Linked DNA regions of Mus musculus: regions 2, 3 and 4 are each linked to region 1. Evidence: chromatin contacts called from public promoter capture Hi-C data. All regions are on one chromosome and are shown on one strand. Each heading gives the region's core, a stretch centred on a gene start, on an enhancer-like site or on the middle of the called end of the contact. The rest is flanking DNA. Distances are from core to core; before and after follow the strand shown.

Region 1 (7,179 bases), core at 1,250-3,749:
ATTTTTATTTCCCTTCTAGTATCAGTTCTTCTGTAGAAAGTCTTCTCACTTCTAAAATAGATAATCCTGAATTATTTCTAGTGACACAGAATGTGGCAAAACTAATTTCATGACCCACTTCCACATTCACTTGAATTCCTTGCCATCACTTCACCAATCCTCCAACATACCTGGATCCTTAGCTACTGCCTCCTGTCTCTCCATCTTCCAGGTCTCTTTGTTCTGCTCCATAGGTGAGCTGGTCTGGGTGATCAGTGAGCCCTGCACATGAGAAAGAGATTCCTCAGAAAGCACCTGGATTTCTAACATGTGCTCAGTAGGTTAAGAGAAACGAAATTGAGGATTCTACAGTGAACCCTTCCCACTGTCACATAGTGTTGGAGTACTGAAAATATTCAAAAAAATATTTTCAGTTACCACAACTTGAACCACACGTCCAATCACAGCCCAGTTTAATCTCAGAGGCAGAAATGGACCTGAATGACTGGGATGAGAATATTATATACTAGTGAGGTTCTAAATTTATCCTGGATTAAAAATTATGGAAGCCTTATACTCACAAAGGAACACCCCAAAGAAGAGAAAGCATTTCCTGAAATCGGTCTTTGTTCCTGTGAGGATTTCACCTTACTCAGTAGAATGTGAGACTCATCCACAGAAATCTCACATACTTGCAGTCTAATTTGCCAAGAACCCAAAGGAGGAGCAAGGGAGACAGCAAGAAAACTATTTTCACCCACAGAAATCAGAGTTCCAATTCTGCAACATGCAGTCTGTACAGAGCCCTCTGAGCAGAGACCAGGCATTGCCCCTCCTCCTGGGAGAAGTCCAGAGTCACACCACTGATTGTCAACAGACCACAAAATAAAAGATAACAGTTTGAACATTCCTGCTGGTGCACAACTTTAATGTGAGCACTGAGGAAATAGAGGTGGGTAGAAATCTATGAATTCCAGTCCAGCCTGGTCTACAATGGTGACTTTTCCATAACAGTTTAGTCATGTGTCCATGGGCAGAATGCTTTTCTTGAACCATTAACAAAACAAGATTGCAGATATTTTCTGATGTAGATGAGTTATAATTATTCACAAGATTATTTCTAATATTGTCATATACTATAATTAATGCCTTTTAATTTTGTTTCATTCTCTCTGTCTCTTTCTTTTTGCTGCAAAACTGGGTTTCTCTGTGCAGCCTTGGGTTTCCTTAAACTCATTCTGTAGACCAGGCTGGCAAAGAACTCCACCTGCCTCTGCCTCTGGAGTGTTGGGAATATAGGTGTGTACCACCACCAAATGCTGTCTAACTGTGAAAACCCTGTAGCCTGATTCCCTCAAACAGCATACTGTGATTTTCCAGGCTCTAATTTGCAACATTAAGAACTCAGAAGAAGACAAAAAAAAATTTTTTTTGTCTGACTTGCCTGCCTTCCTTACTTTTTTTCTCTCCTTCCCTCCCTCTTATCCATCCTTCCTTCTTCCTTCCCCTTGTTTGTCTTGTTGTTGTATTTATATTTAAGTTTTTGGAGACAGGGTCTCACAATGTAGCTGTGGTAGTCCTGGAACTCACGATGTAGATCAGGTTGGCCTACAAACTCAGTGAGATCCATCTGTCTTTGTCTCCTGACTGCTGAGATAAAAGATGAGTGTCACCAAGCCTGGCGGCACCCTTTTCACAACGCTATATTTACATCACAGAGTGAATACACAGAGTTTTAGATGAAAAATTAATGGTGGATAAAACGTTGACTTTTAAAAGTTAATGTTTACATCCATACCTGTGGAACTCACAACAAATTGTACTCTTAATTAAATTTGCAGGTGTTCCTTTCATGACTAATATCTAGAAGCTTTCATGGAATCATAGTCCCTAGGTCCATATGCCACTCTCTTGAATAAGGAAGTGGTAGCACACGGAAGTTAGTATGGATAATCGAAAATCTCAAGAGCTTTGTCCTTTCCACCATAGCAAAGAGAACCGCGTTTGCAAATATCAACCGATAAATTTAAATGTTCTACTAGGTTATTCGTAGGAGAATATGTGGAGGGTAGAAGATCAATTAAAAATAGCACTATTCAGTCAATATTATTGAAAAATGTATCGACGAGGGTAAGACATCCAACAGCACAGTTTTGAGAGCTGTCATCTTTATGAGTTGCGGAGACATTGATCATGCTCTGCTCCACTCCCGCCCGTTCTGCAGCCCCGCAGCTCCTCTGACCTGGAAGGTTCCAGGGCCGCCAGGCTGCTGTTCCCGCCGCGGCGCTGCTGACTCTCCCAGGACGCCCCGCCTGGCACCTGTAGCTTTGGGGGTTCACGGGTCCCGCGAGACCCCGGCCGTGTGCTCTGCAGGCAAGTCTGCACCACGCGACTCCACACAGTGCAGACCCTAGGCCGGAAACGCGTTCTTAACACTTTAGGCTCTGACTATTTAGCCTCAATTCCTTAGGCTCACACACATTGCATCTCAGTATCCCTGCTGGTCACTCCTCTAAACTCGCCCACTCCACACCCTTCCTCTACACCCAGCCAATGTGTAACATCCTCCCATCCTCTGCTTCCGGGTGAGTGGCTCCGCCCCACGGAAATCAGTCCCTCCCACTCGGTCTCAGGCTTCCTCCCACAGATCCAGCTGTAAGGCTGACCTGGCCTTGATCTGCACGGTCTTCCCACCTGCTTGTTGCGAGCCTGGACCAGAACTGGATCTGATATGACGCAGCATCCCGGTATCTGACCCCCATAGTGAGTTCTGAACCCGTCAGATACAAAATAGGCATCCTAACACCCCCATTGGACTATGAGCCTCTGGGCCATATAATATATACCAAAGAGCAAAACAGGCTAAATTCAGATGCCAGAATGCCATCTATTAAAATGCAAACGTGAGAACTCAAAACCATATACTGCAATTTTGATTTGGGGAGAGACTTTTCAGGAACGTGGAACATAGTCTTCGTTTTAAAATAAAGAAAAATCCTACCTGATAAACAGCTTAAAGGAAGAAGCCATTGAAAAGTCCTACCCGCCTATGATGTCTATGAACCACATCAGTGGTCCCCAGTTACCTTTGCATAATTTTAGTTTAATATAAATTGCGGTGTTTTAAGATTTAAACTTCATTAAAAGCTTTTGCAAGTTTCTTAACTTTATGTTTCCATTACTTACACAGTTGTGATTTGTAAGTAGACCTCTGGGGAGTTAACATTTTCTTATACTATAATTGCATGGATTTTCAGAAAAACCAAGATGAAACAAATAATTGAGAAATCAGTAATCAGCTTTAGGGTGCAACTCAGAGTACATGTTTCTGTTTTTAAATATTTTTTCTCAGAAATTGATGAAGAAGAATTTAATGCACTCAGATTCACAATACTTGGGTAAACTAATGTACCATAATGAAGATTACTGTTTTGATGACCCAGACTTTGTAATATTAAAGGCTCCATTTAAAACATCAAAGGCCTTTTCTTTCTTTCCGGGGGGTGGGGGGAAAAAGAGAGAGAGAGAGAGAGAGAGAGAGAGAGATAGAATCACTAGATTCTTCAAAAGTTATTGATGTAAAGCAAATATTCTGCCAGATGTCAGAGTTTCTAGATGATTTGAGGCAGGTCTGCAGTGGACAGCTATTGCTTATTTCTTTCCTCCATTGTCTGAGTTCCACACACTGTTGTGTTTCTTAACTTTCCTTTTACAGTTATTCTCAAGTCAACTCTCTACAATGACTCCTGAGATCATTTACCAGAAGGGTATCAGTGTATCCTCCACTGAGAAGAAAATGAAGGATGTAATATGAATGAATACCTACATATAAGGAAGGCAATTACAGAACAATGCTACTTCATGGACTCACATTAGGTTTATATTTGTAAAAAAAAAAAATTCCAATCTGACATCAGCATAGTCAAGTAAATTTTGTTTTATACTAGTGTTAAGTCACTGTAATTCAGATACAATAAGGTGCAATGTCTTCTAACAGTTACAACAGGCAGGACACCTGTTGTGTCCTGCTCATTCACTTGCCCACCATGGTTGTGGCTATATCATCTCCATGTTTCTGGGCAATCTCATTTGCCTCAGACAGGTGACCAGATCTAACTTGAATGTAATAATCCATGTGTTCTCTGAGGTAGCCCATGACTAATGAAAGAATATTTAGAAAGAACACAAACGTCTATCACAGTACTGTACTCAGTATATGAAGAAAAGACAGAATAGAGAAATCTAAGGAATGATTTTCCAAATTCTATTTTCTGATCAGATCGTCACTATATTTAGGGAGAAATTTCTGTTTGCATATCTTGAATTTTTCCTCACAATTAAAAAGTATGTGAAATGCAATAATGAAATGGAGCTTTAAGGTATGACTGCAGCAGCTACAAAACTTGTGACCTACCATCTGTCCTGCCCACAAGATGGCATGGCAATGGTGGAACAGAAATTATGGAAGTAGCCAACCAATGTCTGATTTGAGTTAAGGCTCACTCCAAAAGGTGAAAGTCATACCCAACCTGCCTGCATAACCAAGGACCAGAGCCTAGACAGCCCAGAAACCTAGGATAAAACAAACACTAGTCATGTAAAATGAGAAATAGAAGTATGAACAAAATCGACTACTAATTCTGTTGTGCTGTACTAATAGATCAGTGCTTTATTCAGTCATCATGTGAGAAGATGTCTACAACTGCAGATGGGAACAGATGCAGAAGCCCAAAGTCAGACATCAGGAGAAGAGAGAGTCTACATGGAGGTCTCCATCAAATGCTTCCCCTCAGAGCTCAGGGAACCGTAGAGAGGATGAGGCAGAAAGAGTGTTAACAGCCAGGAGAGATAGAGGACACCAGGACAACAAGACCCTCTGAATAAGCAAGTGCAAGTGAACTCACAGGGACTGAAGTAGCAGACACAGGGCCTACACAGGTCTGCACATATATACTATATCTTTACGCTTAGCATTATTATATGACTGCTGAATGTGAGGACAATGAGGAAGAAGAGGTGGTTGGGAAATCAGAAGGGAAAGACATGTCATTCTCTAAACTCCATACCATACAACTATTATAACCAGTAACCAACAGCAAATGCACTTACCTGCACTGGCCTCACAGAACACCACAGACTAGGAAAGGGAAAAGGCTCACTTTATTTCTTAGATGTTGGCTATGAATATACTGTAGGAGAAGAATCATTGCCTTTAGTTGTTATCCTGTGCTGAGCGCATTAGGCTCGAGCACACATCAGGCTCCAAACCCACAGTCTCACATATGGCTCTGGTTCATCTCAGTGGATCACAAGCAATATGAATAGAGATGAACACAGTAGAGTGACTGTTGGAATTGTGGACCAGGATAGTGGAGAGGTAGGAGGTAGATAGGCAGTATTTGATGTATACTTTCCCATGTGCACACAGACACACACAGACACACAGACACAGACACACACAGACACACACAGACACACAGACACACACACACACTGTGTTATACATTTATATGTCGGTGTGAAATAGACAATAATAGACAATCGGTGGGAGATATTTACTCGTTCATTCATTCATTCATTCATTGTAGACAAGGTTTCTCTGTATAAACCTGGGTTTAAAGGTACCTATAATCAACTCAATTTTCTTTTAAATTACCACATCAGTCTTTAATTTGTTTTTAGTTGTACAAGTATCTAGTGGGATTTATTTATTTGTTTATTTTTGTTTTTGAGAAATCACTAAGATCAGCCTACCTCTGCCTCTGGAATGCTAGGACTAATGGGATGTTCCACCAAGCCCAGCTCAGTATCTGCTTTAGCATCAAATAATAATTAGAGTCAGGAACTGTCTCATTTTATGTTAAGAAGTAAGTCAATGATAAGTCATATTGCTTTTAGTTCTATGTAGTTCTGATAGAATTCTGTGGACGTGGGATTATTTTAAGGATAGCATTTTATACTCCTTCAGTCACATTGTTACTTGTAGTCTTGTTCTTATTATTTATTTCATATTGTGTGTTATATACATCTGAAACCTCATCTATTTCCATTAGAGTTTCCAGTTTAGTGCAATAGAAGTCTTTAATGTCAGTAGATACAAGCTCTAATTGTTAACTCATTTCTAGCAAGTAGGTTGTGCCTTTACCTTGGGTAAACTGTTAGGTCATTACAAGCTGGGCAGTGGTGGTGTACTCCTTTAATCAAAGCACTCAGGAGGCAAAGGCATGTAGATCTCTGTGAGTTCAATGCAATCCTGGCCTACAGAGTGAGTTTCAGGTCAGCCAATGTTACACAGTGAAGGTCTATCTCTACAAATAAATAAGCACATAGGAAAATGGTATGTGTAAGGTATGGGTAATGTCATTCAAGCCTTCAAATCCAGCACACAGCCGACAAAAACAGGGAAAGTAGGTGTTTAAGGCCAGCCAGGTCTACATACAGAATCTAGGACAGCTGGCAATACAGAAGGAGGCCCTGTCTAAAAAGAAAGCCAATTTCTTCCAGAGGAATAGCTTTTTATGATATTAGGCTCGAGGAATATTTTGCAGATGGAATAGAAATATTCTAAGAGGCAGAGGATCAGGGAGTTTGCTGTGAGATTGTTGCTCCTAGTAATACCAGAAGCTGTTGTAGATTTTGATTAAGAGTCATGTCTACTCCTGACAGTACCCCATTCATGGTTCAAAGGAGACATTAAACATCATAAACTCTATATAGAGTTACTGCAGTTGTGACAAGGTAGCCACTGGGCAAGAACTGCCCTAATTCATTTATAGGCAAAATACTGTCTAGGAAAGGACACAAGATATGGGATAGTTGACAGCTTAGCTGTGCCAAGACAGAGCAAGCTAGTCCTCAAAAAACCTACTTTACTTAGGAATTACAAAATTCCTACTTTACTGAAAAACTCATGATTTACATTTTTTACAGCTCAATAATATTTTATACATTGCTGTAGAGATGGCTCCGTGGTTAAGAAACTGCTCTTCCAGAGCCATATATTTTCCAACAAAATCACCAATGAGAAGCTTGCTTTTAAGTTTTTGGTTACAGCTGTCCAAAAGACTCCCAATACATTACATGCCATTGCTTTTGTTCATGCTTGCCTCCCAGATGTAGAAGGTCAGTCCCTATTGTTGAAGAAGCCATCAAGAGATGAATATGACATTAAAGACTCTTCCCTGGGGACTAGCTTTCACG
Region 2 (7,211 bases), core at 180-2,679, 2.1 Mb before region 1:
GAAAGTTTCAGGCTCGCCTGGACTTAAGTGAAGTACAAAGCTGGCTTGGGCAACTTAGTGAGATTCTTTCTCAAAAATAAAAACACAAAGAGGGGTTGGAGTAGTATCTTCAGGGCCTGTGCCCAGCCAGCACATCGAGCCCTAATTTCTGGCTCACACACACAGGAAACAGCATTGCATTTCGCTGTCTGAAGAAGCATATGAAATATGATATGGAGGCGCTCCAGGCTCAGAGCGTGGCTGCTTTTCCGGAGCTCATGAGACTTCAAGTCCCAGAACTCACATGGCAACTCCCAACTGTTGGTGGGACCCAGTTCCCTCTTATAGTGCGCAGATGCACATTCATACAAACCCTCTGTATATAAAATAAATAAACCTTAAAAAAATAAAAACAATTAGAGAGTGAAGTCACTCTGGCCACTCTGCAGCAGATGCTCGTGAGTTCCAAGCGTTTAGCAGCCCAGTCAGTTGCCTGCTGCTCACTTCATCCCGCCCGGACTCACTTGCTAGATCAACCTATTAATCCTACAGGTTCAGAGAGTCCAAGGTGATTTACTCACAGCTTCACCCGGTGCTGCAATACTGCTTGCTAAAGTGGAAATGGGGTTCCGAACCCACTATTTGCGTCCTACCCCATGAAATTTTGCCAGTATTAGCTTGGAGTATGACAGCATAGATAAGAAAGAGAGAATTCTAGATTCTGGTCAAAGGCCCGCCTAACCACACAGCAGCTGGAATTTCTAGGTGAGGACTTGCCAGAGGTTTCCAAGAGATGGAATTCAGGCAAGTAGGCCTTAGAAAGCCTGTCCCTCCCCCAGGTCTCCAGGACAAAAGGCCTATTAATATGCACCTCTGTAGGGGGTTGGCTGGGTGTGGGGCGAGAAAGCTCTTTAGTGAAATCTGGCCGGTCTAAATTTGTATGTAGGTACTGCTATAAAATCCACCTACACACTAGGGAGCTAGAGTGGTCCTCTGCAAGAAATAACCCCCTTTCTCTGCTAGCAGTCTAACTTGCTCAACTCTGTTAACTTGTTTTTTTTTTTTTTTTTTTTTTTTTTTTTAAGGCAGAGATCCCCTTCTGGTGCTAGGAACGCATGGCATCGTCACTTCTGGGACCCTCCCTCATGTCTCCAAGGCCACAAATGCATCATGCTGTGTGGCCTTGGAGTCTCCAGCACGAGTTACCCGCTCATTATAACCAAGACTTTTCTAGCTCTCAGCCTACCAGTAGGTCCCCCGAAACACCCTTCACTCTCCACAGTGCTGTAAGCCTACACCCCAGCCCTCCAACTCACCACTCCAGGTACCGACGCCTGAGGCCGAGATGTTTGGGGATCCTTGGGAGAATTCAGGGTAAGAGGCAGCGTAGCCTAGTTTGGGAAAGGAATCCCGGGAAATGGAACAGGAAGTTCCCTGCCTGACCCATCCCTTTCAGGTAAGGGGATAAAGGGGCTTCCAGGAATTAACCCTTCACCTCCCAGTCTGGGTGGGGTAAGGAAGAGGGAGGAGCCAGAAACAAACCAAGGGAAAAGTGATGACTCCAGATTCTAACTTTGCCAAGCTTCTGTAAGAGTTAAGTTACTCTAAGCCAGAGCTTCTCCATCTACGCGGAGACAGACTGATGCCCTTTTGGGGCCAAGAGCTTCTGTTTTACGTGCTTGCTGTGTGTAGGCCTCTTTGCTTGGCTTTTCATTCATACAACAAATATTTATCTACATGTTTATTAAACAGCAGGCTCTAAGGACATGGAGCTAAACTGAGGAATGAGGCCCTGCCCCAGGTGGATTTGGGGTGTGGGGGTTGCATTCCAAGGAACAGATGAGACTGCAGTTGTAAGAAAATAAAATAGGTCAATTAGAGTGGAAAACACCTTTAATTCCAGCACTCAGGAGGCAGAGGCAGGTGGATCTCTTATTAGTTCAAGACCAGCCTGGTCTACATATTGAGTTACAGGTTATAGTTACGTGGTGAGACCTTGTCTCAAAGTAGAAAAGGAGGGGGACAGAAGGCAGGTGTGATGGTTTACACCTGCAGTGCTATCTTTTCCAGGTTCAGCTAAGGCTGGAAGAGTGCCCTGAATTCCAGATGGGCTTGGTGTAACAGAGTGAACTTGTCTCAAAAACTCAAAACCAAAGGGATACATCTCAGTTGGTAGAATGCTTTCCTGCCAAGCAGGAAGCACACATCATAAAATTGGGCATGATCGTGCACACTTGTAATCTCTGCATCTGGGAAATGGAGGCAGGCCTCTTTCAGCTAATATGAAGTCTGAAGTCACTGGGCTACATGAAATCCCGCCTCAAAACAAACAAACAAAAACCTGGGCCACTGACTTCCACAAGTAGTCCTCTGACTTCCACATGTGCCCCCACCCAACCTATAAATAAGTAAATAAATAAATGTAGTGAGAAAAAAATTAAAACATACACCGACAAGAAGATGTGATAAAGATGAGTGTTCCTCAGTCCATATAGCTTTTAAAAGTCTCCCCCACCAGAATCCTGCTAGTGGCTTTGTCCTACTAACAGCGCCCTCCGCCTCGCCCCGCCTCTCAGGAGAAGTTACCTCCACAAACCCTTTGGAGCCCACTTTAAAGTCAAACTCTCCCCTTTGCATTGATGGGCTTTCTTAGTTACATGCTCCCAAATACAGAGGAGGATTCCTTCCGGGAATCAGTGGTGCTATCTGGAGTGTCCACCCCGTTCTAGAGTGCACTACATCACTCGCGGGGTCAAGGAAACTCGGCGCTGGTCGCCCCCAAAGCCCTGATGTCTCAGACTGTCGTGACTAGGCCCAGCCTTGCTCTGGCTGCTCCTAAGTTTCCCTGCTAGGGTCAGCATCCAGCTTATTTTTAACTGTGTGGGGTGGATCTCACTGGACCACCCAGTAGGCACCAGTTTTCTTACTGCGCTCTATGTCCTCAGCACAGAGCCCAACGCCTAGCACGCAGGACACAGGAAAAGGCTGAGCGACAGCTTGACTTAGGCACCGCCCTCAAGAGATTTCCAGTTTTTCAATGGCAGAGCACCTCAACTTCCTGCTGCGGACTCCTCCCACAATCCTGCAACTTTGATTCCTCTCTAGAAGCCCCAACCCAAGAGAGGTGGGCCGGATGGTGGGAGCGGGGCATTCTGGAATAGGCGTGGCCTTCTCTGGAGGCGCGGCGAGCAGGGTGAAGGAGTGGAGAGCTTTCTCTAACAGCAGCTGGGCACAGTGGGTAGAGTCCTTCCTGTCTGTGGTTGCGGTGGTTTGGGGGGCGGGGAGGAGGGGGCGCAACAAAGGTTCTGAGAGTAGGGAGGAAGGCTGACGAGTTTACAGCTTGTGTAAACAGGCTCCCCAACTCCTGCTTCTCTGCGTGGTCTGAGCCCGCACATGTTCACCTTTACACACTAGCCTACACACTAACCGTAGACATGAACCTATCCTGCTTCTTGAACTCTAGTGGAGGCAGCCGCCCACCCTGGGGAAGCAGAAACCATCGTGTACCCAGCAGAGGGCCCTTGACTGGTGGTCCAGCAGAACCAAGGTCCACAAGGGAGGGAGCAGGGAACTGCTGGGTCAGAAAAACCTCTCCTCAAACTGGCAGGCAGTTAGGGAACACAATGTGCGTAGGACGCGGTGGGTACACTGTCTACTGTGTTCAGTTACTAGTGAGTCGTAGGACAATGTTTCTTAAGGACTCTCTCCCTGTGACTGTTACAAATTTGTTTTGTGTTTATATGTGTATGTATATATGTGTTCCTGCTGTATACATATGTATACAGGCACACGTGTAGTCATACTTGTGTGCAGGCTGAAAATCCATGTCCATTGACTTCTTTGATTATTCTTGTTTTTTTCCCCTCTGAGACAGGGACTTACTATGAAGCACTGGCTGGTCACTGTGTAGATCAGGCTGGCCTTGAACCCACTAAGGGGTATCCCCTTGCCTTCTGCCTTTCTTCCAAGTCCTGGGGTTAAAGGCACACATACCACTATGCTTGGCGCTGTCCTCCTCCTCCTCCTCCTCCTCCTCCTCCTCCTCCTCCTCCTCCTCCTCCTCCTCCTCCTTTTTCTTCTCCTTCTCCTCCCCCCCCCCCGCCCCCTCTGTCTCACTGTGTAACCTTAACTGGCCTTGAGCTTTCTCTGTAGACCAGACCTCAAAGATCTGCCTGCCTCTGTCTCCTAGGTGCTTCAATGAAAGACATGTGCCAACATGCAGAACATGCTGCCTTGGTTGCTTTGTTGTTGTTGCTGTTGGTTTGGTTTGGTTTGGTTTTGAGGGGGGAGTATCCGTTACTGAACTGGGGCTGGATGGCAGGCTTGACTGGTTGGCTCCAGGGATCCATCTACATCTGCCTGCTGAGTGTAGGGAGTACTGGTGTTTACTGCCACATCAGACTTTTAATGTTGGTGCTGAAAGTGTGAACTCAGGTCTTCAAGTTGCTATGACAACCGTATGGTCTGAGTCGTCTCCCAAGTCTCCACTAATTACTTTTGTTGACCTGAATAAGTTTGAGAAAAAAAAAATAGGACAGTCAGATTAATTCTAGGTTCTGCTTAGTTTTCTTCTTCTTCTTCTTCTTCTTCTTCTTCTTCTTCTTCTTCTTCTTCTTCTTCTTCTTCTTCTTCTTCTTCAAAAGATTTATTTATTTATTATATGTAAGTGCACTGTAGCTGTCTTTAGACACTCCAGAAGAGGGCTCCAGATCTTGTTGTGGTTGGTTGTGAGCCGCCATGTGATTGCTGGGATTTGAACTTAGGACCTCTGGAAGAGCAGTCGGTGCTCTTAACCATTGAGCCATCTCTCCAACCCCAGTTTTTTCTTTTTAAAGACTTGTTTATTTTATTGATATGAGTGTTCTATCTGCATGTACACCTGCATGCCAGACGATCCCATTACAGATGGCTGTGTGCTATCATGTGGTTTCTGGAAATTGAACTTAGGACCTCTCAAAGTACCAGTGCCTTTAAACGATGAGCCATCTTTCGAGCCCAATGTGTAACCCAGGTTGGCTTCCAACTTGTGATCATCCTGCCTCTGTCTCCTTCAGGAAATCCTGTCAGTGTGCACCACCACAATTGGACTAGTTAGCTTCTTGTCTCCTGAAGACATGCTAGAATTAGCTGGGAAGAGTAGTCTCCATTGAGAAAATGCTCTGGCTAGATTGTCTGCAGTTAGGTGTGTAAGGAAACACTACCACTGACTAATATTTATTTATTATTTAATTTATTTATTCCTCTATAGCCCAGTCAATTATGAAACTCACAATTACTATATAGTTCAAACCAGTCTCAGACTCGCAGTCTTCCCAGAACTGAAGTGAGAGGTATGAGATGACCCCCAAACCATTTCCAGCTAGGCCAGAGGAGCAGCCCTTCCTGTTGTGGCCTGACAAGGATGGCTGTGACTAGTGCTAAGAGACCAAGCTGTAATTGGCCCGAGTCACAGTTTGTGCTAGGAGCCAAAGTTGTGTTTGGTTGAAAACACATGACTTAGTGGCTGTGATTGATTTGATGAGAAAAATCTCTCATGCAGACTTTAAGATGGCCCTGCTCAGCCTGTGTCTTTAGGGCCCAGACACTACCTCCAGTGGGTGTGTCTAGGGAAGGTTTTAGTCCTCTGGTGCTGTCATAAGGATAGTCTGGGTGACCTGTTGGTGGCTTGTCCTTGTTCCGAGCAGCAAGGAGTGCAGTCAACAGCTGTCATGTAAGGAGTCAAATCACCTCACCTCCAATGTATGTGCTTAATTATAGAAAAATGAACATTGCAGGAACACTGGTGGGTGTTAATAATCTAATAGTGATTATTAATTTCTTTGAGACAAGGTTTTATCATGTAATAGTGGCTGTCCTGGAACTCACTGTATAGACCAGGTTGGCCTTGACTCAAGGAGATCTGCCTGCCTCTGCCTCCTGAGTGCTGGGATTAAAGATATGGACCATAACACCAAACACTATTAGTGATTTTTAGCAGTGCTTAACACCAGTCTAGTGCTCTAGAGAAAGACGAGTCCCTTTAATTAGTCTCCCTAGAAAGCTAAGGCCAACCCTGAGTATACAGTGAATTTGAATTCAGCCTGGGGTACATAACGAGGCCTACTGTTCAGCAAACAAACAAAACAAAACACCAGGAAAAAACAATGTCCATATGTTTTCCATTCCAAGGAAAGAATAAACAGATACACAGACACACACAGAGAGAAAGACAGACACACATACACACTTACTTCTTTTTTATATAAATTTATTGTTTATTTATTATATATATGTACACTGTAGCTGTCTTCAGACACACCAGAAGAGGGCATCCGATCTCATTAAGGGTGGTTGTGAGCCACCATGTGGTTGCTGGGATTTGAACTCAGGACCTTTGGAAGAGCAGTCAGTGCTCTTAACCATTGAGCCACCTCTCCAGCAAGCCCCCCCCCCCCACCCCCCACATTTCATTTGAAAAAATAGATATCCTGACATGTAGAGAAAGGAGTCACAGGCTGGAGAGAGGGTGGACTACAGACTTCAAGCAAGTGGAGGACTGAGGGTTCCAGCTGAAAGGGGCCTCACTCAGCGGGGTTCCCTGCTGAGTGGCTCACAAGCCCATGTGCCGCCTCCTCCATTGCTTCAGTGTCTGACTTAATAATGACTGAGCTGGAAAGTCAAGCCAATGCTGGGGAACATTCCAGGTATCACATGGCATGAGGTGACAGCAGCAGAGTATTTCAGGATGATGACAATGTCTTGGTTTCTTAAAAATTCACTGACTAGCCAGGCAGTGGTTGCACACGCCTTTAATCCCAGCACTTGGGAGGCAGAGGCAGACAGATTTCTGAGTTTGAGGCCAACCTGGTCTACAGAGTGAGTTCCAGGTCAGCCAGGGCTACACAGAGAAACCCTGTCTCAAAAAAAAAAAAAAAAAAAAAAAAAAAAAGTCACTGACTCAAGCCTGAGTGACTTTTGAACTGAGTCTGAATGTCGTCCCTTTGTGCCTTCACCATAGGCTATCTTTAGTATTGGGTAGGCAATGTCGTCCCTTTGTGCCTTCACTGTAGGCATCTTTAGCATTGGGTAGGCAGTGTTTTAGGCGCTGGAATATAGAGGTTTGGAGAGTTCTGATCCTCAACTGTTTAGCTTTCACTGTTGTCAACAATCAACAGTGTTTACTGTTGCTGTTTACAAGAACCCACCAATCCTCTTGGTGCTTGACTAGAACAAGGGAAGACCAAAAGTTTTGT
Region 3 (7,714 bases), core at 2,542-5,041, 2.7 Mb before region 1:
TGGCCAACAGGTGTGTCTGCACTATTGCAAGCTGACCTCGGCTTTCCTTGTCTGATCCTTCACACCAGCGTCTCACAGTCCTGTGGGGGTTAGCCTCTTACTTGTCCAGCTGAATCACCTTCTGACTTCTTTTTTTTCCTTTTAGGCATGCTATTCTGTACAATGTCTTGTCCTCCCATTACGTAAAGAAATCCTTCCAGCCTCTGATGTTGCTGCTGGGAGAATTCCAAGCTTCGTCTCAGTGACTGACCCTTGGTCTCCCTTGGACTTAACTAACCAAGTTTTCAGACCATTGTTCTTTAACGCATCCTTGAGGCCTCCGTTTCATGCTAACAATCTAACTTCCCTTTTTTTCCCTTATGACAAATATCCTGTTCTTTCCTCATCATGTTCTCCATGAAACTGCCAGTTACTTCTTTTCTGTATTTTCTGTGACTTCCTCCCTGTATTTGTTGATTTCCTGGAAGTGCCTCCAGACCATGCTGTATTAAATTAGCATTCTCAGCAGGTCTCCCTTCTGCAGCCTATCATGCTTGCTCTTCTGGGTAGCTGCTACTGTCTGGGCCTGGGCTAAATTTTTTTCCTCCTTTTGCCCTGATCTCCGACAGTGTCCCTGTTTTCCATCCTCTATCTTCTTGTCACCCATCCTCAGCTCCATGATCTATACTTTGGGGAAGGACCTGACTCACTCACCTTTCTTGGAGTATCACCTTTTGGGGTACAGAGTTGTGTTGAGATCTCACCTTTAAAGTACTGCACGGCAACCTGTATTCTTGGTGTTTTCAAGCATGCCTCAGAAGTGTGAGCCCTTGGAACACACACTTTCTGTACTACGTGATACAGCTCAGCATGGACTTGGCTTTCAGTAGGGCCCAAGAAATGCACTGTGACCAGAATGGCTCCAGGAACTATCTCTTGAAGTGGACTCAGGGATTGAAGATGCAGATCTTTGTTGGACAGTGTCTGGGCCTCTAAGAATCTGTAGAAAAGACAAGCTGTCTGTTCTGCCTCCAGTTGATCTCCCCTAGTCCTCCAGTTGATCTCCCCGAGTCCTCCAGTTGATCTCCCCGAGTCCTCCAGTTGATCTCCCCTAGTCCTCCAGTTGATCTCCCCTAGTCCTCCAGTTGATCTCCCCGAGTCCTCCAGTTGATCTCCCCGAGTCCTCCAGCTGATCTCCCCTAGTCCTCCAGTTGATCTCCCCTAGTCCTCCAGTTGATCTCCCCGAGTCCTCCAGTTGATCTCCCCTAGTCCTCCAGTTGATCTCCCCGAGTCCTCCAGTTGATCTCCCCGAGTCCTCCAGTTGATCTCCCCGAGTCCTCCAGTTGATCTCCCCGAGTCCTCCAGTTGATCTCCCCGAGTCCTCCAGTTGATCTCCCCGAGTCCTCCAGTTGATCTCCCCTAGTCCTCCAGTTGATCTCCCCTAGTCCTCCAGTTGATCTCCCCTAGTCCTCCAGTTGATCTCCCCTAGTCCTCCAGTTGATCTCCCCTAGTCCTCCAGCTGATCTCCCCTAGTCCTCCAGTTGATCTCCCCGAGTCCTCCAGTTGATCTCCCCTAGTCCTCCAGTTGATCTCCCCTAGTCCTGTCGTGCATGGGTCTGAATGTGCTGTCAGGAACCTTGCCCTTTGGTTTGCCTCTGCTGCTCACTTTACCACCTTCCCGTATACTTGGTTGGTTTCTGTGATCTGTTTTTAGACCCTCCTCCCCTCACCATAGCTCCCCTAGGCCTTTTCTCTTTCCTTGCTGAATATGTTGTTGTGTTGGGTCACTGTCTTCTTGCTGTTCCTGAGCTCTGAGAAGGCAGAGGTCTCTGACTCTTTCCCTACTCAGTGATGGGCACACAGTAGACATCTTGTGGTTCCGTGAGATCCATAAGTCATATAGAGGAGGGGCTGGAGCTGTTCATGTCTCTTTTACCTCTGGCCCATGTTGTTTTCTGTGTATTGGGTTATGCACAACTTCCCCCACAATGGCCATGGGTGCCCTGGGCAAAGATTTTGGAGGCTCCAGTGTCAGCCATATTAGTAGCTCAATATTTCTTATAGGGTCTGAGGACAAGTGGCAGAAATGAGAAGAATTGGAGTTCAAGACCTGAAGATAGGAGAGGGAAACAAAGTCCGGAAGGGTAGCAGTCTCTCTTGGAGAGGTTGAAGTGGGGGGGCAGTACCAGAAGAAACAGATATAACTCTGTTGTCCTGTCTGGGAAGGCTTGAAGGCCCCACTGTAGGCAGACTCTAGGCAGGAACTGATTGACACTGGAGTGGCCTCTGGGCAGCTGACATGTAGCTCTTATGCTGGAAGTGCCTGGAGCTTAGGGTGTGGGACAGGGATTGCCAGAGTCTCGAGCAAGGCTCTCCTTGGCCCAGCCGCCTCTTCCACGTGACTATGTTGCCAGAGATCACAAGCTAGGGAAGGGGAGTGCTAGGGAACAAAGTCTGGTTTCACAGCAAACGAGCCCCCATGACCACAGGAAGAACTGCAGGCGGAAGTAGAGCAGGAGGTTGGAGGTATGGCTCTGCTAGTGGGAAGAGAAGTGGCTGCTGCTCTTGCTTGGCTGCCCGCCTCAGTTCTTGTAATGGGTGGGAACCTGGGGAGCAGAATGGAAAAAGCTGCTCTGGGCTCACTTACTCTCTCCTCCCACAGCCATGGGAGCCGCCTATGGCACAGCCAAGAGTGGCACTGGCATCGCAGCCATGTCAGTCATGAGGCCAGAGCTGATCATGAAGTCCATCATCCCAGTGGTTATGGCTGGGATCATCGCCATCTACGGCCTGGTGGTGGCAGTACTTATCGCTAACTCCCTGACTGATGGCATCACCCTCTACAGGTGAGTGCTGGGCCTTTCCTCCCAGGTGAAGTGCTTCATTGTCCTGTGGACAGGCAGATTGCTGACAACCTGTGTCTCTTCTCTCCCCAGGAGTTTTCTTCAACTGGGTGCTGGCCTGAGTGTGGGGCTGAGTGGCCTGGCTGCTGGCTTTGCCATTGGCATCGTCGGAGATGCTGGTGTTCGGGGCACTGCCCAGCAGCCTCGACTGTTCGTGGGCATGATCCTGATCCTCATCTTTGCGGAGGTGCTTGGCCTCTACGGTCTCATCGTGGCCCTAATCCTCTCCACAAAGTAGTCCTTTTCCACCATCAGTCACAGGATAGGATGTAAAGATCACCCCTCCTCATTCCAGAACGAACAGCCTGACACATGCACGGGCAGCTGCCCCTCAGTAGTTGGTCTTGTAAATGTGCAGTGTCCTAGTGCCCATTGTCTGTCGCCCCCGCCTTGCCCCTACTGCACCGTGCTGTGGACATACGGGCCCACTCATCTCCCACCCAGGCCCCTGACCAGTGACGAAGTCAGCCTCTGGTTACCCCACCCATCGCCCTAGAGTGCTCCTGTGTATAAGAATGAACTAGAGTTGTCATTTTTCTCTTCACTGGATGTTTATTTATAAAAGATTTGACCTATTCATGCGTCTGTGGAGCAGCTCCTGTCTCCCAACTATATAGTAATCATTAGTAGACTGTTGCCTTGTGGGGTTCCTGTTGCTGAGACTCCTTGGATGGAGCCACCCTTCCCCCTGCCCTGAACAGCCAGGGTGGAGGATAGAGTGCTACTGCTCCTCAGAGCTGGCTCCCAGCTGTGTCCAATAAAAGTTCTCGGATGTGACTGGCTTGTGTTCTGGCGCTTCTGTGGGCGGGCCTGGCAGGGTTTGTCATCATGTGGTCGCCACCACGTGAGCACCGCGGCCACGTGACAGCCCCTTCAGCTGAGAGTCACGTGATGCGACCTGGCCCCGCTTCCGATTACGGCTGCTCCGGGCTCTGCCGGCTTGCGCCCAAAGCTTGCTGGGTTCGGCGCGACTCACGATGCGTAGCGGGCAGTGCGCAGCGGGGGCCCCGGTGCTCCAGTTCACCAACTGCCGCATCCTGCGTGGCGGCACGCTCCTCAGGTCTGGGCTGCATGGTGCAGGCTTAGGCTGGGTATAGAGCTGATGATACGCCAGTGCGGGGTGCAGAGATGGGGATAGTGTAGGGCATAAGCCCTGAAAGGGGCAGGAATGTGGAGGGCGGGACTATCGTGGGTGTGTGGCCGGGACCAAGAAGAATAGTGGGTGCAGGGACAAGCTGGGTGCGAGATAGAACTAGGGTTTGGTTCCAGGGCCTGGTGGTGATCCAAGTGCCTACTACTCTGCCCTCAGGGAGGATCTGTGGGTGCGCGGGGGCCGAATCCTGGACCCAGAAAAGCTGTTTTTTGAGGAGAGGCGTGTGGCTGATGAGCAGCGGGACTGCGGAGGCCGCATCCTGGCGCCTGGCTTTATCGATGTGCAGATCAACGGTGCGGCCTGGCTCGGGCCAGGGAACCCAGGGCAGGAGCTCCGAGCACTGTGCTACCCCCCTTGTTTTCTGTGGCCACAGGTGGATTTGGTGTTGACTTCTCCAAGGCTACGGAGGACGTGGGTTCGGGGGTCGCCCTAGTGGCCCGGAGGCTCCTGTCCCACGGTGTCACCTCCTTCTGTCCCACCCTGGTCACCTCCCCACCAGAGGTTTATCACAAGGTGAGATGAGGCCGTTCTACCCCTGAGCAAAGGGGCCCTCAGGAAAGGACCACTTCCTTCACCCGAATCTGGGCTTCCTGGACTTGGGTCCGAGGGGGATCCGCCTCACTTTCAGTTGGGTTCTGCCTGGTCTCTGCAACTGCCAGTGCGGTTGTCCTCACGTTTCCTGCCCCGGTTCTCATCTGCCACGCCCTCCCAACGCCCTGTAGGCAGCCTCTGGGTCTCCTGAACTAAGGTCGCCTGGAATTCTGCCACAGCCATTGTCTCTTGTCTAGCTCTTCCTCCCTAACCTGCTTATGCTGTGTGACTCACATGAAAAAGCCTTTCAGAAAGAGCTGCTGTTGCTGTGGACTGGCTTCTGTCCTCACCCTTCCACCTTCTATCTTAGCAGGAGGTCTGTTGTCTTGTTCCAAATTTCATGTAAGGTTCTCCCACAGTTTTCCCGGTTTTTGTTTGTTTGTTTGTTTTTTCGAGACAGGGTTTCTCTGTATAGACCTTGCTGTCCTGGAACTCACTTTGTAGACCAGGCTGGCCTCAAACTCAGAAATCTGCCTGCCTCTGCCTCCCGAGTGCTGGGATTAAAGGCGTGTGCCACCACGCCAGGCTAGTTTTCCCAGTTTTAAGGAAGCTTGTTTAGGTTGCTGTCTTCATGTGTTCTCTGCGGGTTTATCCCTTAGACCTGAACTCTTGCTTTAAAAACGTGGTATTCTCTTATGCAACACAGTTGACGAATTTAGTAAATGAATGCTGTTATCCATACTCGAATGGATTTTCTCTGTTCCTGTTGTCAATCGCCGCAGCCAGTTTTTCTTCCAGGACAGGATCAGGGAGTGTGTGGTTGCCCGTGGCTTCCTTTCTGGTTGTGTAGACACAGAAGCAGAGGAGGGAACTGTGGGTATTGAGTGTGGGCTGTGCCCTGGGCTGCATAGGCGTCACTCTGGCCCCTTGACTTGCCACCCTTGGAAGACTCAAGACAACCTTACTTCTGAGTCTCAGTTTCATTAAATGGAGAGTGAGAACAGTCAGTGGGTGGTTGACAATGTCAAGCATTCCTTGAATGTCAACAAGGGATGTCTTTCTGGAACTCTCCCACAGTGCTCCACGGTTACAAGGGCAACCTATGGTCCTACTGCAGAAAGGTACTTGGTTCTCCCAGCTGATCTCTGGCAAAACCCAGAGTCGTCTATCAAGGTGACAGGTGTCAGGATGTGCCCCCTACTACCATTCCCTTGCTAAGCTAAGCTGCTTCTCTTTCCCCTCAGGCACATTCCAGCAGCTATAAGTGTGCCAGGTCCTCCTGGGCGCTTCCCGGAAGGCCTTGCTCCTGTGAGCCCTGCCCCCACGCCCCTTCTCCACCGCTGTGTTTTCCTCATGCAGCAGGCTCAACTGGCAAGGTGCAAGGCTGGGGTTCTCCCTTAGTAGGAATAGTCCTAAGGTTTTTCACCCTGGTGCCCCACTGTAGTCCAGCTACCTCACAGACTCTCAGAAAACACTTTTAGACTAAAGGCCTTGGGAAGCAGGTAGGAGGTGATGGCTGAGACTGGGCAGCCTTGAGTTTAAAAACGAAATACCCCGTTGCATTAGACATCAGGAGACCTACCCTCAAACACCCTCCCTACTATGTCTCCTAATTCCTCCAGGGCCCTTCTCACTGAGGGGCTTGCTCACTTGCCCAGCTACTACTTGGGTATCTTCATCAAGATCCGGTTCATTGAAACCACCTGCTCTTTCTCTAAGATTTACTCTTCTAGCCTATGCTTCAGACATAGACAGATCTGATGGCTTCAGATGATTTTCTGCTTCAGATCTGTTAGCTGATGAAGGTCAGGCACCTCAGACAGGATGTCTGCCACCCTGCCCACCCCTGATTCATCATTACCTTCCTCTCCAGCCTCATTTATCTCGTTTCTGCTGCATGCTCTCACTTTGCCTTTCAAAGTGCTCTTCTAGAAAATTGTGTGTATGTGAGTGTGTGAGTGAGTGTGTGTGTGAGCACGAAAACCTATGTGGGCCTGCATGCATGCAGTGCATGGTATGCAAGCAGATGTCAAGACAACTTGTGGGCATCATAGCTCTCCTTCCATCCTTTGGATCCTGAGAATTAAACTCAGGTCATGAGATAGCTTGTTGGCAAGTGCGTTTTACCCACTCAGCCATTTTGCCTGGTGTTTGTTTGTTTGTTTGTTTGTTTTTTAATTTGCTTTGAGTCAAGGTCTCAAAGAGTCCAGATTGTTTTTGTAATTGAGGCTGGCCCTTTGTCTCAGCCTCTCACATAATATCATGCCTGGCTCTTTGCTTGGTTTTTAAGATACTAAGTCATCTGGTGGTGGCGGCTGCTGCTGCTTCTTTGAAGATTAATCATTTTTAATTCTATGTAGGTTTGTATGTCTGCATGTGAATATGTGAGTACTGAGAACTGAATCCAGTCCTCTGCGTCAGAGTAGTACATGCTCTTAAGCACTCAGCCATCCTTTTAGCCTTGTCTTTATTCTCTGTCTGTCTGTCTGTCTGTCTGTTTGTTTGTTTTTGAGATAGGGTCTCTTTGGGTAGCCCTGGCTATCCTGGAACTCACTGTACAGACCAGGCTGCCCTAGAACCACAGAGGCCAGCTTGTCTCTACCTTCTGAGTGCTGAGATTAAGGGCCTGTGCCACCACTCCTAGCTATACCTTTGTTTTCCTGATCCACGGTTTGGATTAGAGGTGAAGGTAAGAAAATGTGTGTTTGGGGCTGGCAAACAGCTAAGAACACTTGCTCTTGCAAAGGACTCAGCTTTGGTTCCCAACACCCATATCATGTGGCTCATAACTGCCTGTAACTCCAGTTTCAGGGAATTTGCCACTCCCTCTGGTTCTACAGGAACCAGGCAAGCACGTGGCTTTACAAACATATGCAAGCACTCGTAAACTAAACTTTCGCCGGGCGTGGTGGTGCACACCTTTAATCCAGCACTTGGGAGGCAGAGGCAGGTGGATTTCTGAGTTCAAGTCCAGCCTGGTCTACAGAGTGAGTTTCAGGACAGCCAGGGCTACACAGAGAAACCCTGTCTTGAAAAAACAAAACAAAACAACAAAAAAAAAACACCCTAAACTTTCGTCTATGGTGCTGAGGGATTGCACTCAGGGCCTTGTACATGCTAAATAGGTGCTCTACCAGTGCAGTAAGTC
Region 4 (7,235 bases), core at 149-2,648, 2.2 Mb before region 1:
CAAAGGCAAAAAAGCAATAGAAAGTGTCCATTTTAGGGGAAGCCACAATGTATCAAAGGAGCCACACCTAACCTCTAGTAGTAGCTAGATCAAATTACTACTTAGGTTAAGTACTTAAGAGGCTTGCTGGAAGGCCCTCTTGTTATGGATCTATTTACTTCAAGAATCCCATCCCAGAGGTGGCCTTTAGCTTAGTGATAGAGTACATGCCTGGCACCATCAGCGTCCTGCATTTGATGCCCACCCTAAGAAAAAAAAAAACAAATCCCATCCCAGGTCTTCTGTAAGGATCCACGATCATGCTTGTTAATTAAACCTACAGTCTTGAAGGGGACGTGGGTGGGGGAGGTAAGAGTACTTGCTGCCCTTCCAAAGGACCAGGTTTGATTCCCTGACACACAAGCGTCTGTAACTCCAATTCCAAAGGGATCTGACACCCTTTTCTGACCTATGTGGGCACTAGGCACAAACAGACAAAAATACACATGCATTAAAAAGAGTAAAAACTTTTTTTTTTTAAAGGAAGAAGGAATACAGTCTCCATGCCTAGCACCTGGGAGTCCATCACCTTCTGTTTCAGCCAGAGAGACCATTCCCTCTCAATGCCATTTTCATTTCAACATCACTGGTCATTTACATTCTAATACCTCTGGCCTGGTCAAACAGCTTTTATGGGGTGAGAAGGGTTGGTAGTGGAGTCCCGGCTGAGTACAGAGTGTCCCTGAGCCACTGGGTTTCCAGGGACCTCACCCTCTTACTGAGCTGTACCCATCTGTTGACCACCATCTAGCGTTAGACTGTGAGTTTCTCCCGTGCAGGGCCACTGCTGAATCCGTTCGGTAGGCGAGGGGGAACTCTGACAAACCATTGCGTAAACAGGCTGTCACCCGGGGGTGGAGGGGCTCTTCCCAGAGAGCCGCGGGAGAAAGAGAGGCAGTGCTGGAAAAGGAGCGCCCAATGGGAAGGGACAGGGGACCCGCGGGAGTAGGCGGGGCGTGGGCGACAGCGCTGACCTGGAGTCATCCGAGGGCTAGTCCGGCCCGTGACAGACACGGAGGGGTGGGGCTGCTGCAGGGGGGTGGGGGGGTGACCGGATACTGAGAAGAGGCCGGAGGGCAGTCGCGGGGCGCAGCGCGGCAGGAGCGCGGGCCAGGGCGCCGGCGGAAGAGCGGCGCAACCGGGAGATCTCACCCGGGTGTGGGCTCACCTGGGGAGGCTGGGCGTGGCGCAGCGTGGCGCAGCGTGGCGCAGCAGCGAGGTCCCAGGTTCCGGGTCGGCGGGGGCCGCTGGGGACCTCACAGAGGCCAGGCAGGCCGGGGTCGGGCAGCGGGGCCTCTGGACACCGGGACGAAGCACCCTCCAAGAAGGGGAACCGCCCGTGAACGCGCGCGGAGCCAGCTCGCGCCAAAAATTCCAAACCGGCCTCGAGGCCCCGCCCAGGCTCGCCCGTGGTCCCGCCCCCGCCTGGTGCAGCGGGTCTAGCGCCCGGGGCATTGGCCCCGCCTCGCGTCTTGCGTGCGCACCGAGGTCTCCCCGCCTCCGAAGTTTGCCGGAGCGCTCTCACTGCGCAGACGCAACTCTTCGAGGCCTATTGCGGCGGGAACGATCCTTGGCCCCTCTCTGTCGGTATTTGTCGGCCTTCACACTATGGTCCCCACACCAGCTGCTCTCTATTGGCTGCCTTAATATTCGTGTCCATAAAAGGGGCAGGTAAGGGCCCTGCAGCCAAGTGGCATCTCCTCAAGGAGTTGCCACTGGGGACAGCACAAGCGAATGTCCCACTACTTATAATCTTATGCATATTCAGACACCGGTCTTCATCATCCCAGGATAGCGATTGGTAGCGCCTGTTCTAAGACGGTGGAGTCTCCTTGTAAATAGGCTGTCTGAGGCCGATTCTTACATCCTTTAGCTCAGAACCTTGTGCTCAACTGACTCCTCTCAGTCACTTCCTGGCCTCACAACCTCTGGTACATGATGGGTTGTCACTTTTCTTCTAAACGTGGAGCCGAGGAACCTAGGACAATTTCTTTAAAGAAGGTCTGCACAGAACAAAGTGGGGTGGAGCTTGCTTCATGGAGAAAGGGACCTTTATTGATTTCAACTAGAAGTGAAAAATCATGCTTTATAGCCAATCTCTCTAAAATGCTCCTGCAATCTCTTGGAACAACAGTGGGAAGGAAGGCCAGGCCCTACTTAAGCCTGAGATCAAGAGCTGGGGTACCGCCCACCTCCAAGCCCTTCCCTTTGCTTTAGTGACTTTGAGAGCCAGAACAGTTGTGACTTGGTCTAGTCCTTGTTGAGAACCCTAGACAGGTCCCTCTCCAACTATTTAGAGCTATTTTCTGCCAGCTCCGTTTTCTGGACAGGCCTCCCCTTCTTCCAACCATTTATTCCTCAAAGTCTAATTCATAATGATTAAAACACACTAACACACACACAGTAACAAAAAACAAAACAAAACAAAACAAACAAACAAACAAAAAACTGCACTGGTACATGTCTATACCCCAAGCACAGAGGCGGCTGAGGCAGAAAGGTCACATGAGCCTAGGAATTGGAGGCCAGTGGGTACTATAACAATATTCCTGGGGCTGGAGAGATGGCTCAGTGGTTAAGAGCACTGACTGTTCTTCCAGAGGTCCTGAATTCAATTCCCAGAAACCACATGGTGGCTCACAGCCATCTGTAATGCCTTCTTCTGGTGTGCCTGAAGACAACTACAGTGTACTCACATACATAAAATAAATAAAATCTTAAAAAAAGAAAGAAAGAAAAAGAAAACTCAATTAAAACAAAACAAAACAAAAAAACGAAACAAGATGCCTGTCCTCAGATAAACCACTAAGTAAAAGTTGGGTAAAGTGGTGTATAGCTCTGTAATCCCAACACTGAAGACCTGGGGAGGCTGAGGCAGGGGTAATCTCTGAGTTTGAGGCCACCCTGATATATATCAGAAGTTCTAGGCCAGCCTGGGCTACATAGTGAGACTTTGTCTCAAAACCCGGCACAGTTTTATCAATTTGAACCCTGTCTCATAAAGAAACTAGGGAAGAAGTAGAAAGGCTAGGCTGTCAGCTAGCAGGTGTGAAGCCCTTGGTTCAATCCCCAGCGCTACAGGGAGAAATAAAAGCATTTTATTTCAGTGGCATACATCAGAAAACATCTCACTCTGCAGAGAAGGCTGCACTAGACACCTAGTAAATATAGATTAACAGCAGTTACAGGTAAGTGGACAGACATCCTGTGAGGGAACTAAAGGCTGTAGTGTTGCTCTGCCAGTCTCCACATGTGTAAAATGAATAATAGCTCCTCCTTGCTGGAAGAAACGAGCATCAACTGAGAAAATATATGTGAACTGCTTTTGTTAGAGGAGAGGCAGACCAGAGAGATCTGTGCTTTTCTGCCCAGGTTCATGGTCTTATCTGTCTTTTTTTTTTTTAAAGATTTATTTATTTATTATGTGTAAGTAGACTGTAGCTGTCTTCAGACACTCCAGAATAAGGAGTCAGATCTTGTTACGGATGGTTGTGAGCCACCATATGGTTGCTGGGATTTGAACTCCAGACCTTCGGAAGAGCAGTCGGGTGCTCTTACCCACTGAGCCATCTCACCATCCCTGTCTTTTTTAAAAAACAAAAACAAAAACAAAAAACAGAAGGCCAGAAAGCAAAAGTTTGATTTAGAAAGTGAAAGTTGACATGGAGCAGCAGCAGAGGGACAGTTGATTGGTTTAGTGCTTTTGATCAGTAGAGGTGAGAGCCGCTAGAGTTCTCAACCTGAGGGTCGAGACCCATTTGAAGCTATCTAAAGAACTTTTCACAGAGGTTGCCTAAGACCGTCAGAAAACACAGATATTTACATTACAGTTCATAACAGTAAAACATTTACAGTTATGAAGTGGCAACAATATTGATTCTATGGTTGGGGGTCACCACAACGTGAAGATCTGTATTAAAGGGTTGAAGCTGTAGGGTGACTGAGAACCACTGCTCTAGTGTAAGAGTTCTCTCCCATTGATGCAAAATGGGCCCACGGGTTGCATCAGTCAAGACAAGAGCAGCTGCTGGTTAAGTCAGGAGTCACCTCTACCCATACTGCGATGGCACAGACAGAGGCATGTTCCCAAGGGGATCAAAACCAGGACTCTTAGCTGGGCATGGCAGTGCATGCCTTTAATCCCAGCACTCAGAGCCAGAGCAGGCTGATCTCTCAGAGTTCAGGGCCAGCCTGATTTCTGTTATAAGTCTCAGGCCAGTCAAGACTACATGTAGAGACCTAGTCTCGACAACAATAAAACCAAAAAACAAAACCCTAGGACTCTTGCACTGGAAACCTCAAACCTCCCCTAGGTGCTCAATTCTGCAAGCCTCACCCCTCATCCAGGGGAGACCCCCCCCAAACACTCCCAATTACACTTCACCATAACAGTACCACAGAACTGCACACACTTCTCAGACTCTTAGAAAGAGTCTCTCGCTCAGATGGGATCACAAAAGGGGTGGTGTGACAAGAAAGGGAGGCAAAGATGATACTCAAATGGAACCCTACAGAACGGAAGGAAGCCGTGATGGAAGCTTCTGAGGACTGGCTGCCTTCTATTTCTGTTGCATAGTGTTTATGAGCATTTGTTACATTGTATATTTCTGTCTAGTGTATGCTTGCTTTTCAATGTATATCATATATCATGGTTGCAACAATTCTAATAATTGGGGGGGGGGGTTGGAGGGGGAGAGGAGGTTAATAGAGGTCAGCTTTGCCCATTTATGGGTGCCTGGGTAATGTCTGGGAAGGTGTCCCAAAGGCAGCCAGGGGAAATCGGAAGCTCAGATCTGGCCTGAAGAGCTGCCGATACAGGGTGGAGGGGGCAGCTGAGGGGCAGCAGCGCAGCTGCTGGTACAGGAGGCGTCTGCCTACAGGCGCCTGGCTGTGCCTCCAGCTGTCCTCCCAAATTCCCACCCTCACAGGTGCTGCTGGAGGTTAAGCAACTGTCAGGGAATCCTTTGACACAGACTGCCATTTTAAAACATGTATCCTAGGCATCAGTCCTGCCGGTCCAGCAGCTACTATCTCCTTGCCCTTGATCCCTGCCAGACACCTCTTCTGTTTAGATATTTGGATACCGGGCCTTGTCCCCTGTCCTCTTCAGCTCAGGGTGCTCAGCAGCCCAGACTAGTGCTCTGGCAGGAGTTGTTGGAGCTCCCAACTCTGTGTTCTTGGACTACCTGGGTGGAGCCAGTATGGTGATTCTGCAGGGCTCAAGCAGACATCAAGCTGGCCCAAGGACTCAGGCTGTCTGGGATTTTCCTCAGGCCTGTGCCAGCTCCCAGACAGCCTGGCACTGGCCAAGCATACCTTCTGTGTAGCCCCTTGAAATCTTTCCCTTTACCTCCCTGGCACCCTGTAATGAATACTATGTGTCTGTATGTCTGACTCTGCTTAGGGGGCCCTCAGCTGTCCCAGCTCTGAAGCTTACTGACACATCTGGGCCTGGGCCTGCTCCGGAAAATGGGGAAGGTTAGGAGCAGGAGAGAAAACCTCTTGGAGTGCCTAGCATCAGACTCTAGCCCAATTTAGGAGTTGTACCATTTGAGCCAAATGCCTTTTCTTCTCTGCCTGTTTCCCCATCTACAAAACCAGGCTTTCCAGTAGCTCTGGCCCTTGGCTTTTACTGCCATCACTTTGGAGGAAAGTACTCAGCCTCAAAAAGGCCAAGGTCAACTCACTGACATGCCTAGGGCCCACTCAGCTGGCCTTTCAGGGAAACCAATTAGGAACACCAGGGAACCAAGGTCCATGACCTTGGGGCAAAGCAGGCAATGCAGCATGAAAGTACTTTCTATCCAGTTGTCCTGGACTCGAAAGGAGTGGCTGGGACCTGAGCACCCCTGCGTCCTTCTCAGTGACTAGTGGAAGATCCAGTCCCTGGACACCAAGCAGGATGGAAATGGGCAAGCAGGGTGCTGCTGTACTGAGATGCTGGGCTAAGGGACCCTGCAGTCAATTTTTTCACAAAAGGTGAGTCTTTGGGGGAAGGTGGAGAGATACCGTGGGACTGGTCATATGCATGCATGTCCAGAGTAGGGAGAGATTATCTGTGAGGTGTAGCCCTGAGTTTAGGGTGTCCAAGAGTGATCTCTAGAGCTAGCTTGGTGCTGCAGTTGACCTATGAGTGAATGGTGTTGGCTAGTCTGCTGGCTGCTGGCTGCAAAAACTGGGCTTCGAAGTGTGGTGGGCTCAGAGGCCCCGTTGTCTCCAGACCTCCATCCTGTCTGGAAGCCAGCATTGGCAAAGTGGCCTCCTCAGCCAGCAGCTCCAGGAGGGCCTGAGGTTTGAGAAGAGACAAAAAATAAACAGGGTGTGGAGCTTTCTGAACTTGAGTCCAAGGTCCAGGTTCTGAGTCAATGCTATCCTCAGCCAGCTCAGTGAGGTCCACAGATTCACTTTGCTATGAGTGGGGGCATTTCCCGGCCAGACCCCCTCCCTAGTGTATCCAGGCTTGCCTCTCCTAAGCACAATCTGCCAGGCCTCCTGCAGCAAGCCCAGCTCAACTGTCCAGGCCCCAAGGATGAAAGGTGTGCCAGTCCCATCCATCCTGAGACTACCCCTAAAGTCAGTTCTGGAGTAATCTATTGCTATGGGGAATGAGGAAGAGCTCAGGATGAGGACTGAAAGTTGGGGTAACCCTCTAGCAAGCCAGTCCTCGCTTGGAGCCAAAAAGGTCCATTTCTAGTGATCGGTGGAGGAATAAGACTGGACGAGAGCTAGTCTCTTGCCAGCACAATCTGAGAGTTCAATAGCTTCTGATACACTGTTGCATCTTCCGCTTGCCTTTCTAGTAACACAGTTAACTTTGCTAGCGCTCTGGACTAGCTAAGCGCAGATCTCTGGCCTTGCTCCCACCTTTTCCATAGCTGTATTTAGGCTGGGCGTAGAGTGCCAGTCTGCTCCTTCCCAGCTGCTGGGGGAATCTGAACCCTTCCTTCCAGCCTGGTGCCAATGCCAGAGTCACTGACAGGGTGGAGGAGCCCCAGGGAGGTCTAACCCAGCTGTCAGCACCAATGATGGATGAGGGGGTACATTATAGGGAGACCCAGAGGACCAGGCGCCTGTTCTGCTCCAGGGCGGAACCCCTGGACTGGCCTCCTGGGGTCTACAAGCAGAGTCTCTGCCCCTCACAGCTGGGGACCTGAGTGAGGGAGTATCCCAGTAAGGCTGCTTAAAGGCCCAAAGGG

What was found. Promoter capture Hi-C pulls out the DNA fragments that hold promoters and counts their contacts.
Region 2: a promoter capture Hi-C map of pre-B cells shows a contact between it and region 1, with 10 times the contacts expected there. The contact joins the promoter of Zscan10 here to the promoter of Zfp53 in region 1. A contact is called at or near these places in 8 of 39 promoter capture datasets (the 3T3-L1 cell line, 3T3-L1-derived adipocytes, the C10 cell line and 5 more) and 1 of 115 datasets of contacts at active chromatin or transcription factors (large pre-B cells).
Region 3: a promoter capture Hi-C map of pre-B cells shows a contact between it and region 1, with 2.9 times the contacts expected there. The contact joins the promoter of Amdhd2 here to the promoter of Zfp53 in region 1.
Region 4: a contact with region 1 is called in a promoter capture Hi-C map of the HPC-7 cell line, with 8 times the contacts expected there. The contact joins the promoter of 1520401A03Rik here to the promoter of Zfp53 in region 1. A contact is called at or near these places in 9 of 39 promoter capture datasets (the 3T3-L1 cell line, 3T3-L1-derived adipocytes, the HPC-7 cell line and 5 more).

The regions. Positions count from the first base shown.
Region 1 is chr17:21,484,308-21,491,486 of GRCm38.p6, reverse strand. Zfp53 (zinc finger protein 53) reads right to left here and starts at 2,499. Exons shown (of 5, transcript NM_013843.3): 1 at 2,222-2,499; 2 at 171-261. The coding sequence starts at 231.
Region 2 is chr17:23,595,044-23,602,254 of GRCm38.p6, reverse strand. It overlaps Zscan10 (zinc finger and SCAN domain containing 10), which reads right to left and starts at 1,429. Exons shown (of 7, transcript NM_001289481.1): 1 at 1,296-1,429. It also overlaps a transcript of Zfp13 not described here.
Region 3 is chr17:24,159,810-24,167,523 of GRCm38.p6, reverse strand. It overlaps Amdhd2 (amidohydrolase domain containing 2), which reads left to right and starts at 3,791. Exons shown (of 11, transcript NM_172935.4): 1 at 3,791-3,942; 2 at 4,192-4,328; 3 at 4,409-4,548. The coding sequence starts at 3,860. Atp6v0c (ATPase, H+ transporting, lysosomal V0 subunit C) reads left to right here. Exons shown (of 3, transcript NM_009729.4): 2 at 2,642-2,825; 3 at 2,916-3,659. The coding sequence ends at 3,120.
Region 4 is chr17:23,720,614-23,727,848 of GRCm38.p6, reverse strand. 1520401A03Rik (elastin) reads left to right here and starts at 1,398. Exons shown (of 41, transcript XM_017317755.2): 1 at 1,398-1,710; 2 at 5,848-6,018. It overlaps Pkmyt1 (protein kinase, membrane associated tyrosine/threonine 1), which reads right to left and starts at 1,513. Exons shown (of 8, transcript NM_023058.3): 1 at 1,208-1,513.